Linked DNA regions of Mus musculus: region 1 is linked to region 2. The links are chromatin contacts, called in public promoter capture Hi-C maps. All regions are on one chromosome and are shown on one strand. Each heading gives the region's core, a stretch centred on a gene start, on an enhancer-like site or on the middle of the called end of the contact. The rest is flanking DNA. Distances are from core to core; before and after follow the strand shown. Region 1 holds the start of Sult2a8 (sulfotransferase family 2A, dehydroepiandrosterone (DHEA)-preferring, member 8). Region 2 holds the start of Zbtb45 (zinc finger and BTB domain containing 45).

Region 1 (6,490 bases), core at 236-2,735, 1.4 Mb before region 2:
TTTTCTAAGAAAACAGAGAGGTAAAATAGAGGAAAAGGAATTGTATTCAGCATTACTGACTCTATAGAGTTACTTTTGGGTACAGAGATGGCAGGCTGGAAACAATTTTTGATTCACTGAAAAAAATAACAACCAACCCACAAACCCAGACACCAAAAATCTACACAGAAGATTAGTTTCTTATGAAACTAGGGTCATAACCCAGGGTCATGTGAGGAGAGGGAATAACAATTGTGAAAATATCTCCAACATACAGGACTTTAGTCAAATCTGAAGGCTATTTTCCTGATTAATGATTGATGTCAGATGGCTCAGGACCAAAATGTTGGAGTTATGAGCACTGGGGAGCTGATCCTGCATAATATAATTAAGAAGACTGAGGAAGCCCTAAGGAGCAAGCCAAGAAGAAGTGATCTTCCATGGTCTCTGAACTTTTCTCTTGAGACATGATCTTCACTGCTTGTCTTAGTCAGGGTTTGTATGCCTGCACAAAACATCATGACCAAGAAGCAAGTGTGGGCACAAGGGTTTATTCAGATTATACTTCCACATTGCTGTTCATCACCAAAGGATGCCAGGATAGCAACGTTCACAAGGCAGGAACTTGGAGCCAGGAGCTGACAGAGACCACGGAGGGGTGCTGCTTACTGGATTGCTTTTCCTGGCTTTCTAAGCTTGCTTTCTTGTAGAACTCACGACTTCCAGCCCAGGGATGGCAACACCCAGAATGTGCCCTCCTCTCTTGATCACTAATTGAGAAAATGTCTTACAGCTGGATATCATTGGAGGCATTTTCTCAAGGGAGGCTCCTTTCTCTGAGATAACTCCAGTTTGTGTCAAGTTGACACACAAAACAAGTCAGTACACTGCTATATGCTTAGAGTGCAAGTTCTGTTTAATGTAGATGAAGTAGTTCGCACTAGAAACCTGTAATTTAAATTTCTCTTAGCTCCAGAAAAAAAAATTTATAAAGAAGGAAAGAAAATTCTCCCCTAGGATGGTAAAGTGGAGAAGGCTTGTTACCCTGCTTTAAGTAACTGCTAGACATCTCTGATTAGACACTAGAGGTTTTGGTATTTTTCTAAATAACTGTGGTTGATTTTGATCTTCTTTTTGTCCTGCTTCAGTTCTTGTCTTGAGTTTTTGCACCAATTTCCCTCCAGGATGGATTTATACGGTATAACAAATGCCTTCTTTCACAAGCTGTTTTTGATCAGGCTGTTTATCACAGCAGTGGAAAGCAAACTTAGACATGTAATATAGAACTATGGAATCCAATATTTACACATGGTGGCTTGTAAGGTCTGCTCAATAGTTTAAAGGTCATATTACATTTGATCAATTCTGGTTTGGAAACAACATGACATGAAATCAATAGGCAAAGTTAGGGATGTAGGTCAGGGGTTAAAAGCTTATCTAGAATCCAGGCATCTCTGAATTCAATCCTCAGAGGCATATAAATAGTAGGTTGAGACAGATGAATCAGTAAGTAGTTCAAGTTCACCCTGAGTTACACAGTGAGTTTGTGTTCAGCCATGGTCACATAAAAACCTGCAAAAGCAAAATCTATATAGGCAATTGTAAGTACAAATATGTATTGTTATGTATGAGTACATGTGTATATTCATGTGTGATAGATAGCATATGCAGTGTTTATTCATGGATATGTGTGTGTTAACATGTTTGTCTGTGTGTTCTCATATGTGTATGACTGAGTAGCATGTACACATACACATAATGCTATTGCTTATGTGGAGGATGGAGGTTGATGTGGAACAACTTCCTCATTCAATCGTTTACTTATTAAAAAAAAAAAGGGTGTTTCCTCAAGGCATCCAAAGCTCACTGTTTCTTCTTTGCTGGATTCCCCGTGAGTCCCTGTTATGTGCCTCTCTCAATTCCTCTACCACAGTTCAGAGGTTACAGGCTTTTTGAACAATTTCTGAATTTAATGTTAGTGCTGAGCTATAAAATCAGCTTCTAATTATTCCTCAGCAAGCATTTTACACACAGATTGATCTTACTGACTCACAATTAGCCAAGGTAAATTCATTAACAAAAATCAGTAACATAAATTAATTAAACATTTAATTAATTTGAATAAATTTAAAATTTTGAAAATTATTTCATTTATTTACATTCTAAATTTTGCTCACATCCTGGTCCCCCTCCCAAAGTCCTTCACCCCATACTCCCTCCCTAGTGCCACTGAGAGTATACTCCCCCACCCACCCAACAATTCCCACTAACCCACCCACCCCACATACCCAGCCATCCACCCAGTGTGTCCTCTCCCCTGGGGTATCAAGTCTCTACAGGATTAGGCACATGCACTCGCACTGAGAACTGACAAGACATTCTTCCTCTACATATGTGCAGGAGGTCACAGATCATGTATGCTCTGGTTGGTGGCTTAGTCTCTGGGAGCACCCAGGGGACCAGGGAAGTTGACAGTGTTGGTAGTCCTATGGGGTTGCCACCCCCTTCAGCTTCTTAAATCCTTCCCTTATCTCTTCCATAGGGGTCCCCATCCTCAGTCCAATGGTTGGCTGTAAGTATCTGCAACTGTCTGAGTTAGTTGCTGGTATAGCTTATCGGAGGACTACAATGCTATGCTCCTGTCTGCAAGCATAACATGGCATCAGTAATAGTGTCAGGGTTTGGTGCCCATATATGGAAGGAATTCCAATTTGGGCTGATCACTGGCTGTCATTTTATTCAGTTTCTGCTCCATCTTTTTCCCTGCATTTCTTCTAGACAAGAACAATTCTGGGTCAAAAAGTCTGAAAGTGGGTCTGTCATCCCACCCCACAATTATAGGCCCTGTTTATCTGCTGGAGGTAGTCTCTTCAGGTTCATTTTCCCCATTGTTGCGTATTTCAGCTAAGGTCTTCACCATTCAGTCCTGGTAGCCTTTAGCATCCCATGTCTCTCTGGGACATTATGGCAGTTTCCTTCATTCTCCTTCCTAAGCAGCTGCATGAAAATTTACTCATTTGGCTGTCTAGACTTCTCTTCGTCTGCTCCCATGCCTAATCCTGCCCCCTTTTCCCCTCCAATTCCCCTCTCTCACTCAGGTCCCTCCCTCCCTCTTCCTCCCATGATTACTTTGTTACTTTTCCTAAGTGAGATTGAAGCATCCTGACTTGGGACTTCCTTCTTGTTAAACGTCTTACAGTTGTGGGTTGTATCATGGATGTTCTGTACAGTTTGACTAATATCCACTTATAAATTAGTACATATTATGCAGGTCCTTTTGGGCCTGGGTTAACAAACTTAAAATGATATTTTCTAGTGCCATCTATTTTCCTGCAAAATTCATGATGTCCTTGTTTTTGATAGCTGAATAATATTTCATTGTGTAAATCAACCACATTTTCTGTATCCATTCTTAGGTAGAAGGATATATGGGTTGTTTACAGTTTCTTCCTATCATGGACACAGGTACTAAGAATATAGTAGAACACATGCCCTTGTGGTATGGTGGGATATATTTTCGGTATATTTCCAGGAACAGTACAACTGGGTATTCAGGTACAAGTATTTACAATTATCTGAGGAACTGCCAGATTGATTTTTAGAGTAGTTGTACCAGTTTGCAATCCCAAGAGCAAAGGAAGAGTGTTCCTCTTTCTCCTTATCCTTGCAGGTATGTGCTGTCAATTGGGTTTTTTATTTTAAGCATTCTGATTGGTGTAGTGTGGAATAACAAGGGGGTTTTGATTTGCATTTTTCTGATGACTATGAACATTGATCATTTCTTTAAATGCTTCTAGGCCATTCAATGTTCTTCTGTTGAGAATTCTGTTTAGCTCTTTACCCCATTTTTAATTGTGTTATTTGGTTTTTGAGTCTAAGTTCTTGAGTTCTTTATATATTTTGGATATTATACCTCTATCAGGTTTAGTGAAACTCTTTTCCCAATCTGTAGTTTGCCATTTAGTTCTATTGGCATTGTCATTTGCCTTACAGAAGGCAGTTTCATGAAGCACCATTTGTCAATTGTTGATCTTAGAGTCTAAGTCATTAGTGTTTCACTTAGGACAATTTCCCCTGTGCCAATGTGATCAAGGCTAGTTCCTACTCTCTCTTCTGTTATATTTAGGGATCCTGGTTTTATGTTGAGTTCCTTGATCCACTTAGACTTGAGGTTTGTGCAAGCTGATAAATATGGAACAATTTGAATTCTTCTTCTTGCAGACCAGTTAGACCAGCACCAATTGTTGAAGATGATTTTGTTTTTCTACTTTAAAGTTTAGGGTTCTTTGTCAAAGGTCAAGTGTCCATAGGTATGTGTGTTAATTTCTGGTTCCAAAATTCTAGTCCATTGATTGACCTTTCTGACTCTGTACCAATACCATGTAGGCTTATTTGTTTGTTTGTTTGTTTTTAACACTATTGCTCTAGTACACATTGAGGTCCGGTATGGTGATTCCCCCAGAAGTTCTTTTATTGTTGAAAATTATTTTCACTATTCTGGGGTTGTTTTAATTTTTCATTAGTACTTGATCACTGCTCTTCCCTTGTCTGTGAAGAATTATGTTGGAATTTTGATGGCACTTGCATTACATATGTAGATTGATTTGGTAGAAAGGCCATTTCTACTACATTAATCATATCAATCCATGAGCCTGAGTAATCTTTTTATCTTCTGAGGTCTTCTTTGATTTTTTTTTTTCTTCATGAACTTCAGGTCCTTGTCATATATACCTCCACTTGCTTGGTTGGAGTTACACTAATATATTTCATATTAATATTTCATATTAATTATTGTTATTATGAAGGATGTTGTTTTCATTATTTCTTTTTCATCCCATTTAAATTTTGTATAAAGGAAGGCTACTGATTTGAGTTCATTTTATATCCATCCACTTTGCTGAAGTTGTTTATCAGCTGTATGTGTTCTCTGATCTAGTTTTTGGGGTCATTTATATATGCTATCATATCATGTGCAAATAGTGATATCTTGACTTCTTCCTTTCCAGTATGTATCCCCTTGATATCCTTTGGTTTTCTAATTGTTCTAACTAGAATTTCAAGTACTATATTGAATAGATAGGGAGAGAGTGGACAGCTTTGTCTTGTCCCAGATTTTAGTGGGGTTCCTTTAATTTCTCTCCATTTAACATGATCTTGGTTGTTAGTTTGCTGTATATTGCTTTAATTATGTATATGTATGTGCAATGAATTCCTGGTCTTTCCAACATTTTTAACATGAAGGGGCATTGTATTTTGTTAAAGGCTTTTTACAGCATCTCATGTGATAATCATGTGATTCCGTTTTTTATTAGATATTTTCTTTATTTACATTTCAAATATTATCCCCTTTCCTAGTTTCCCCTCTGAAAATCCCCTATCCCATCCCCCCTCCCACTGCTCCCCAATCCACCCCCTCCTGCTTCCTGGCCCTGGAATTCTCCTATACTGCGGCATAGAACCTTCACGGGACCAAGGGCCTCTCCTCCCATTGATGACCACCTAGGCTTTCCTCTGCTACATATGTTCATACATGGCTAAAGCCATGAGTACCACCATGTGTTTTCTTTGATTGGTGGTTTAGCTCTCTGGGGATACTGGTTAGTTCATATTGTTGTTCCTCCTGTGGGGCTGCAAATCACTTCAGATATTTGGAAACTTTCTCTAGCTCCTCCTTTGGGCACCCTGTGCTATATCCAATGTATGACTGTGAGCATCTACTTCTTTATTTGTCAGGCACTGGCAGAGCCTCTCAGGAGACAGCATTATCAGGCTCCTGTTCCCAAGCTCTGGTTTGCATCTGCAATAGTGTCTGGATTTGGTGGTTGTTTATGGAATGGATCCCCAGTTGGGGTAGTCTCTGGCTGGTTATTCCTTCAGCCTCTGCTCTGAATTTTTTCTCTGTAACTTCTTCCATGGTTATTTTGTTCCCTCTTGAAGAAGGATTGAAGTATCCACACTTTGGTCTTCCTTCTTCTTGAGATTCATGTATTTTGCAAATTTTAACTTAGTAATTCTGAGCTTCTGGGCTAATATCCACTTATCAATAAGTGCGTATAATTTGTGTTCTTTTGTGATTGGGTTACCTCACTCGGGGTGATATCCTCCAGATCCATCAATTTGTCTAAGAATTTCATAAATTCGTTGTTTTTAATAGCTGCATAGAGATCCACTGTGCAAATATACCACATTTTTTGTACACATTTCTCTGTTGAGAGACATCTGAGTTCTTTCCAGCTTCTAGATATTATAAATAAGGGTGCTATGAACATAGTGGAGCATGTGTTCTTATTACATGTTGGAGTATCTTATGTACCCCAAAATGATATTTCTGGGATCTTGGGTAACCAAACTGATTTCCAGAGTTGTTGTACCAGCTTGCAATCCCACCAGCAATCAAGAGGAGGAGTGTTCCTATTTTTCCACATCCTCACCAGGATCTGCTGTCACCTGAGTTTTTTAATTTAGCCATTCTGATTGTTGTGTGGTGGAATCTCAGGGTTGTTTTAATTCC
Region 2 (6,688 bases), core at 2,258-4,757:
GATAAGGTCTTTCAAAGAAACCTGAATGTTTTCTCAAGGCTATGACCTTTTTTTTTTTTTTTTTTTTTTTGGTTTTTCGATACAGGGTTTCTCTGTGTAGCCCTGGCTGTCCTGGAACTCACTCTGTAGACCAGGCTGGCCTCGAACTCAGAAATCCACCTGCCTCTGCCTCCAGAGCGCTGGGATTAAAGGTGTGTGCCACCAAGCCCGGCCTTGTTTGTTTCTAATGGATGATCCTGGATTGTTTGGGTAACTCCAGAGTAATAAAAGGAATTCTTAGAGGCAGATACTTAAAGTAGAAGGATCCAGAAGCTTAGAAAGGGTTAGGCATGTGACAGAATGAGGGGGCAGAAACATGACGTGCACCCTAGTCAACAAGCAGGAAAGCCGGCACCTCAGGCATACAGCTGCGTAGAGCTAGATTTGCCGGCAACCCGATGACCAACAGTGAACTTTTCTCTGGCACTTTCACATAAAGTTTGCCTGCCACTGTGAGGTGCAAGGATACTCATTTCAGGTATTAGTTTTTCTGAGGGCTGGAGATGATCCTAAATTGGGATCTCCTATACTGCATGAAATAAGGAAAAGCATACAGGTTCTACACAAGTTCCAGGGCAGCAAGGACTACATAGTGAGACCCTGACTTAAAAATAAATAAATTAGGGTAAATTTCAAATCAAAACAAAACAAAACGACCAAACAAACCCAAGAAACAGACAACAAAAAGCCCACAGCACAAATCAATCTAAAAAGCCACCAAGGTCTCAGCCCTGAGGGAATTTTCTCCAGCCCCTTTTGAATTTTTTTTGGTTTTGTTTGTTTTTGTTTTTCCGAAACAGGATTTCTTTGTGTAGCCCGGGCTGTTCTAGAAGGCTGTAGACCAGGTAGACTAGAGTGGCCTGGAACTCACAGTGATCTGCCCACCTCTGCTCAGGAGTGCTGGGGTTAAAGGCATGTGCCACCCTGGGTAGATTTGGGAGGATGGTTTTAGATTTCGAACTCCTTCTTCTCAGATTAACTTGATGATGCTTATAGGCCTATAATGTAAAGCTCAAAGGCAGCCCAGGATAGGGCTGTGCCTGTGTGTTACTATAGGAGGCTCCAAGATGGAGGATACAATTTACATGACAGAAGATTAAGAAGCCTCAAGATAAGGAGAGCCTGGTGGCATAGCAATCTAATAAGAAGGTGAGGGAAGCTGGGCATGGTGGCGCAAGCCTTAATCCCAGCACTTGGGAGGCAGAGGCAGGTGGATTTCTGAGTTCGAGGCCAGCCTGGTCTACAAAGTGAGTTCCAGGACAGCCAGGGCTATACAGAGAAACCCTGTCTCGAAAAACCAGAAAAAAAAAAAAGGAAAAAAAAAATGTGAGGGAACCACATGGGCACAGAGAAGGGTCCATTTGCTGAGGAGAAATGAGCAAAGAGAAAGGCTGTCCAGTGTGAAGGGAGTGATTTAGCGGGCGAAGGCAAAGTCTCTTTCTATCTATCTTTCTTTTTAAAAAAGATGTATTTATCATTATATCTAAGTACACTGTAGCTGTCCTCAGATGCACCAGAAGAGGACATCGGATCTCATTAGGGATGGTTGTGAGCCACCATGTGGTTGCTGGGATCTGAACTCAGGATCTTCGGAAGAGCAGTAGGTGCTCTTACCCATTGAACCATCTCTCCAGCCCGCAAGATCTCTTTCTTGGGCTAAGAATCTTAAGAGATAAAGGTGCCAGACCATTATGCTTGTCATTTTGCTGTTAATCCATCCTTCCTTCCTTCCTTCCTTCCTTCCTTCCTTCCCCTCTGTCTCTCTCTTTTTAAAAAGATTTATTTCCTTAATGTATATATGAGTATACAGTAGCTGTCTTCAGACACACCAGAAGAAGGCATCAGACCCCATTACAGATGGTTGTGAGCCACCATGTGGTTGCTGGGAGTTGAACTCAGGACCTCTGGAAGAGCAGTCAGTGCTCTTAACTGCTGAGCCATCTCTCTAGCCTGCTATTAATTATTTCAACCCAGGATCTCATGCATGCAAGCAATTGTCCCAGCTCATTTACTTGGGTGTTTTTTATTGTTTTTGTTTTGTTTTGCTAAGCAGGTTCTTATGGTTGAGGCTGTCTTAAACTCCCATTCGTCCAGCTTCTCCCTCTCAAGTAATAGGATTACAAGCATTCCTAGCTGTTAAATTTTGAGGGTCCCCCCCCTCCTATAGCATCCTATGTAACCCAGATTGGGCTCAACTCTGATATCTGGGGGGTGACCTTGAACTTCTGACGCTCCTGCCTCAACCTCTGAGGTTTTTTTTTTTGTTTTTTTTTTTTTTTTTTGGTTTTTCGAGACAGGGTTTCTCTGTATAGTCTTGGCTATCCTGGAACTCTCACTTTGTAGACCAGGCTGGCCTCGAACTCAGAGATCCTCCTGCCTTTGCCTCCCAAGTGCTGGGATTATAGGCATACGCCACCACCGCCTGGCTTCCCCAGACTTTCAAACACACATACAACACAGCTACCCAGCATGGGTCCAGGATGGGGAACAAAACATCCTGACATCTTCCTCATGCGGCACCACCCACTAGATTCCTCAGTACCATTCACACGGAGGCCCAGAGCTCTATGCCTCTCTTTTGCCTTACATAGTGGTTGATTGATTGCCCCAAGAACAGAGGGGAAGGGAAGGCCAACCCACCACTTGAGAGGTTTGGTTCATGGGTGTCTTGGACAACAAAAGGACCACGTAGGAGCCCCGCTTGGACAACTCTCTGGCTGTTCTCTCCCTCTACGCACTTAGTCCCTGCTCCTTGGTATCTGACTACTTCCGAGCCCACTTCGTGTCCTACATTCTATTCTGATCTGTGGCCAAGCTGGGGTTCTTCAACCATTCATTTATAGAGCAGCGAATTCCCGAGAGTCTGGGTGGGGTGAGGTGGGAGCACCGAATGAGGAGGCTTCCTTGGGAAGGTGGGCCTGTGTTCTTTAGATGACTGCAGGGAAGCTCTGCAAAGCTTCTTCATCTGGGGTGCGAGCAGAAGTGACTCAAGAGAAACTTCTCGGGGCTGAAGAGATGGCTCAGCGGTTCACTGCCATCGGTAATGGGAGCTGATGCCCTCTTCTGGTGTGTCTGAAGAGAGTTAATAATGTACTCGCATAAAATAAATAGAAAATAAATAAATCGAGAGAGAGAGAGAGAGAGAGAGAGAGAGAAACTTTTCCCGTGTAAGAGAAAAGCCACCTGGGAGAAAAAAAAAAAGCCTCTGGATTCCATCCAGCGCCCTCTCCAGACCCGCTGAGAGTACTGAGGGCGTGGCCCGAGGAGTGATTGACAGCTCGCTCGGATCAGCCTGGAGACGACGGACTCCTGCTCCTTCTGCCTACTGATCCCCAGCTCTTCGGTCCCCAGCTTCTGCGATTTTGGTTGTGGCGCGGACCAGACCGGAAGTTCTGCTCAACGACTGCCTAGTCTAAAGAGGAACACCGGAAACGTGCTCCCGACTATCGTTCCGCCTGTGCCGAGGCTATCTGTTCCGCTTCAGCGCCCGGAAGTGCGGCCTTCAAGTTGACAAGCAGGAGGACCTGCAGGACCTGCTGCCTGAGGAGTCGGAGGTGGGGTCGAGCGGGCATCCCCCTGCCTCAGAGTCCCAGAGAAGGCTGGGGCGTGCCAGGAGCGGCACGCCTGCGTGAGGATCGGTGTGCACGTTGCGAACACAAGAGGGCGCTGCAGGATCGGGGCAGGGTGCGGAGGCGGGAAACTGGGGGTAGATGTAGCGGGCCTGAAGGGGACTCTGGCATAGATAGGGTGGGAGTGAGACAGGCTGATGGAACAAGGTGCATGGCATGGGTGAGGGAGTTGTAGCGAGAATGCTGTAGGAGATGTGGGAGAGTGTGCCTTTGTTCTGAGGCATTCAGGAAGGTTCTGCTGCATCTGAGGAGTCCGGGCGTTCGAGAAGTAGGGTATGGATGGGGTTGAGGAAGAGTTATGGGTTGGCATATTATTTGAAAAAGGAGGCCGCTTGGCAGAGACAGGTTCAAAGCCTTGGTGGGTTTGAAGAATTAATTCATCATCATAGAGGTCCCAGATAAACCCGGTTCGCAGGCTCCCTCTGGCGGCCACGTGAGGGAAAGGCCTGGAGGTGGGAGTGTGGAAGGGACCCTGCATGGCGACTTCCAGTAGGCCAGGCCAGTGGTAACTGACACAATGTGTGCAATACTCCGAGAGAAAGGGAAGGGTGTTTTTGTGTTAAGGATCTAGAATCGTTGAGTCTGAGATCTCAGTAGTCCTTTTGTAAGGGGCAGGATTAAATGGGGCCCTGCTCTGGGTCTGTCCTAGAGAGACAGGCTGGTGGTCAGGGCGAATCCTGAATCTTGATTCTCTTCCCTTAGAGCAGTGTATGCAATCTGATCCAAGGGAAACACCCTTGTTTGCTGAATAAGGAAACAGGCCCAGAGACCTGGAGATATTTGCTTGATGGGTTAACTGACAATTCTGATTCCCAGCTCCTTTGCGGAGGGCGTGTGTGTGTGTGTGTGTGTGTGTGTGTGTGTGCGTGTGCGTGTGTGTGTGTGTGTGTGTGTGTGTGTGTGTGTGTGATGGAAGAATCTGTCTTCCCTCAGTATGATTAGTGCCAGGATGATAGTCTCGGGTTCATAAGAACTATGGGGATTGCTAAACAACACTGAATTTCAGCTTGCTGGCCTTTCACATCACTGGTGCATTTTCAAAGCCCAAAGTTAGCACCTCTCAGGTGATGCAAAGAAGAAACAAGGTTGCAAAGGCCTTGTTATATGTACTGTTTATTTGCTTCCCTTGGGTATGGCAGGCACAAATCCTCAGCCTCAAGGGGTGTTCCTAAATGATTCGGCCAGGAGGCAAGTTGCCTCCCCACCCTTCTGAAAACCTCCACATAACAGTAGTTAATGGGACCTGGTTCTTGAGGTAGTCATAGATCTGCTTGGGGCCTTCGTGGTACTAGGATATGGAAATCTGACTAGGGTAGACTAGAAAAGAAAACAGCCATCCGCATTGTCTCCTCCTCTTGCAGATGGCAGCCACAGAGGCAGTGCACCACATCCACCTACAGAACTTTTCGCGCTCACTACTGGAGACCCTCAATGGGCAGAGGCTAGGCGGTCACTTCTGTGATGTGACCGTGCGCATCCGTGAGGCTTCTCTGCGTGCTCACCGCTGTGTGCTGGCCGCTGGCTCACCCTTCTTTCAGGATAAACTGCTGCTCGGCCACTCAGAGATTCGTGTGCCACCAGTGGTGCCTGCGCAGACAGTGCGCCAGCTGGTCGAGTTCCTTTACAGCGGCTCGTTGGTGGTGGCACAGGGCGAAGCGCTGCAGGTACTCACTGCAGCGTCGGTGCTTCGCATCCAGACCGTCATTGACGAGTGCACACAGATCATCGCTCGTGCCCGTGTCCCCAACACCCCGGCGCCTGCGCCTCTGCCACCACCCGTGCCCCCTCCACTAGCACCCGCGCAGCTGCGCCACCGTCTGCGCCACTTGCTGGCCGCCCGCCCCCCGGGTCATCCCAACGCCGCGCACAGCCGCAAGCAGCGCCAGCCCGCGCGTCTTCAGCTACCTGCACCCCCAGCACCCATCAAGGCTGAGGGGCCTGATGCGGAGCCAGCGCTGACTGCCGCGCCTGAAGACAGAGGTGAAGAGGATGACGATGAGGAAACGGATGAAGAAACCGACGCTGAAGAAGGTGAAGGAGGCGGCGGCGGCCCGGGTGAGGGCCAGGCTCCCCCTGCCTTCCCCGACTGTGCAGGGGGCTTCCTTACCACTGCAGCTGACAGCGCTCGAGAGGATCCCCCTGCATCCACTGGCATCACTGATTATGGTGGTGCCGGGAGAGATTTCCTTCGGGGGACTGGGGTCACTGAAGATGTGTTCCCAGATAGTTATGTGTCCGCTTGGCATGAGGAAAGCAGCGGAGGGCCAGAAAGTTGTCCGGTGGAAACGTCTGCTCCACCCGACTGTGCCCTGGCTGGGCCTCGCCCAACAGGTGTGAAGACCCCAGGGCCCCCCGTGGCTCTCTTTCCCTTTCACTTGGGTGCTCCCGGCCCCCCAGCGCCAACACCTCCTACTCCATCTGGGCCAGCCCCTGCACCCCCGCCCACCTTCTACCCCACGCTCCAGCCAGATGCAGCCCCCAGTGCTCAGCTGGGAGAAACGCAGGCGGTGCCAGCGGCCCCTGCCGCTCAGGCCACAGCCATCTCTGGCACTCCTGTGCGCGCCCCGGGTGGCCAAGGTGCTGAGCAACCCGCCTATGAGTGTAGCCACTGCCGCAAGACGTTCAGCTCGCGGAAAAACTACACCAAGCACATGTTCATCCACTCTGGTGAGTGGGAAAGGAAATCGCCTTTTCTCGCACAGATTTACGAGATCCTTAATCACGGGCGGTTTGGTTCCTGCCTGGGATTGGGCACTTGAGAAGCTTTGTTTTGAGTTAACCCTAAAAGCCTAGAGTTTTGGCTTCTTCCTGGAAAGGGGTTGATTGGGAAGCGGGAGCCTGCCTTTCCAAAAAAGCCTTCAAGGCCTTTGGAAAGCTAGACTCAGCCTGGGGTGGCCAGGTTAAAGGAAGTGTTGGTAGGAAACTGGCCAGCTTCCACAGTGGGAGCCGCCGGAAGAGGTTTGACGTGAAGGAAGCTGGGATTATTTCCCATAAAAGTGGCTCACAATATGGGTCTGAAT

Evidence for each region. Promoter capture Hi-C pulls out the DNA fragments that hold promoters and counts their contacts.
Region 1: a promoter capture Hi-C map of liver shows a contact between it and region 2, with 3 times the contacts expected there. The contact joins the promoter of Sult2a8 here to the promoter of Zbtb45 in region 2. A contact is called at or near these places in 2 of 39 promoter capture datasets (both in liver).

Annotation. Positions count from the first base shown.
Region 1 is chr7:14,433,546-14,440,035 of GRCm38.p6, reverse strand. It overlaps Sult2a8 (sulfotransferase family 2A, dehydroepiandrosterone (DHEA)-preferring, member 8), which reads left to right and starts at 1,485. Exons shown (of 7, transcript NM_001199306.1): 1 at 1,485-1,580.
Region 2 is chr7:13,006,671-13,013,358 of GRCm38.p6, reverse strand. Zbtb45 (zinc finger and BTB domain containing 45) reads left to right here and starts at 3,507. Exons shown (of 3, transcript NM_001360833.1): 1 at 3,507-3,723; 2 at 5,030-6,335. The coding sequence starts at 5,030.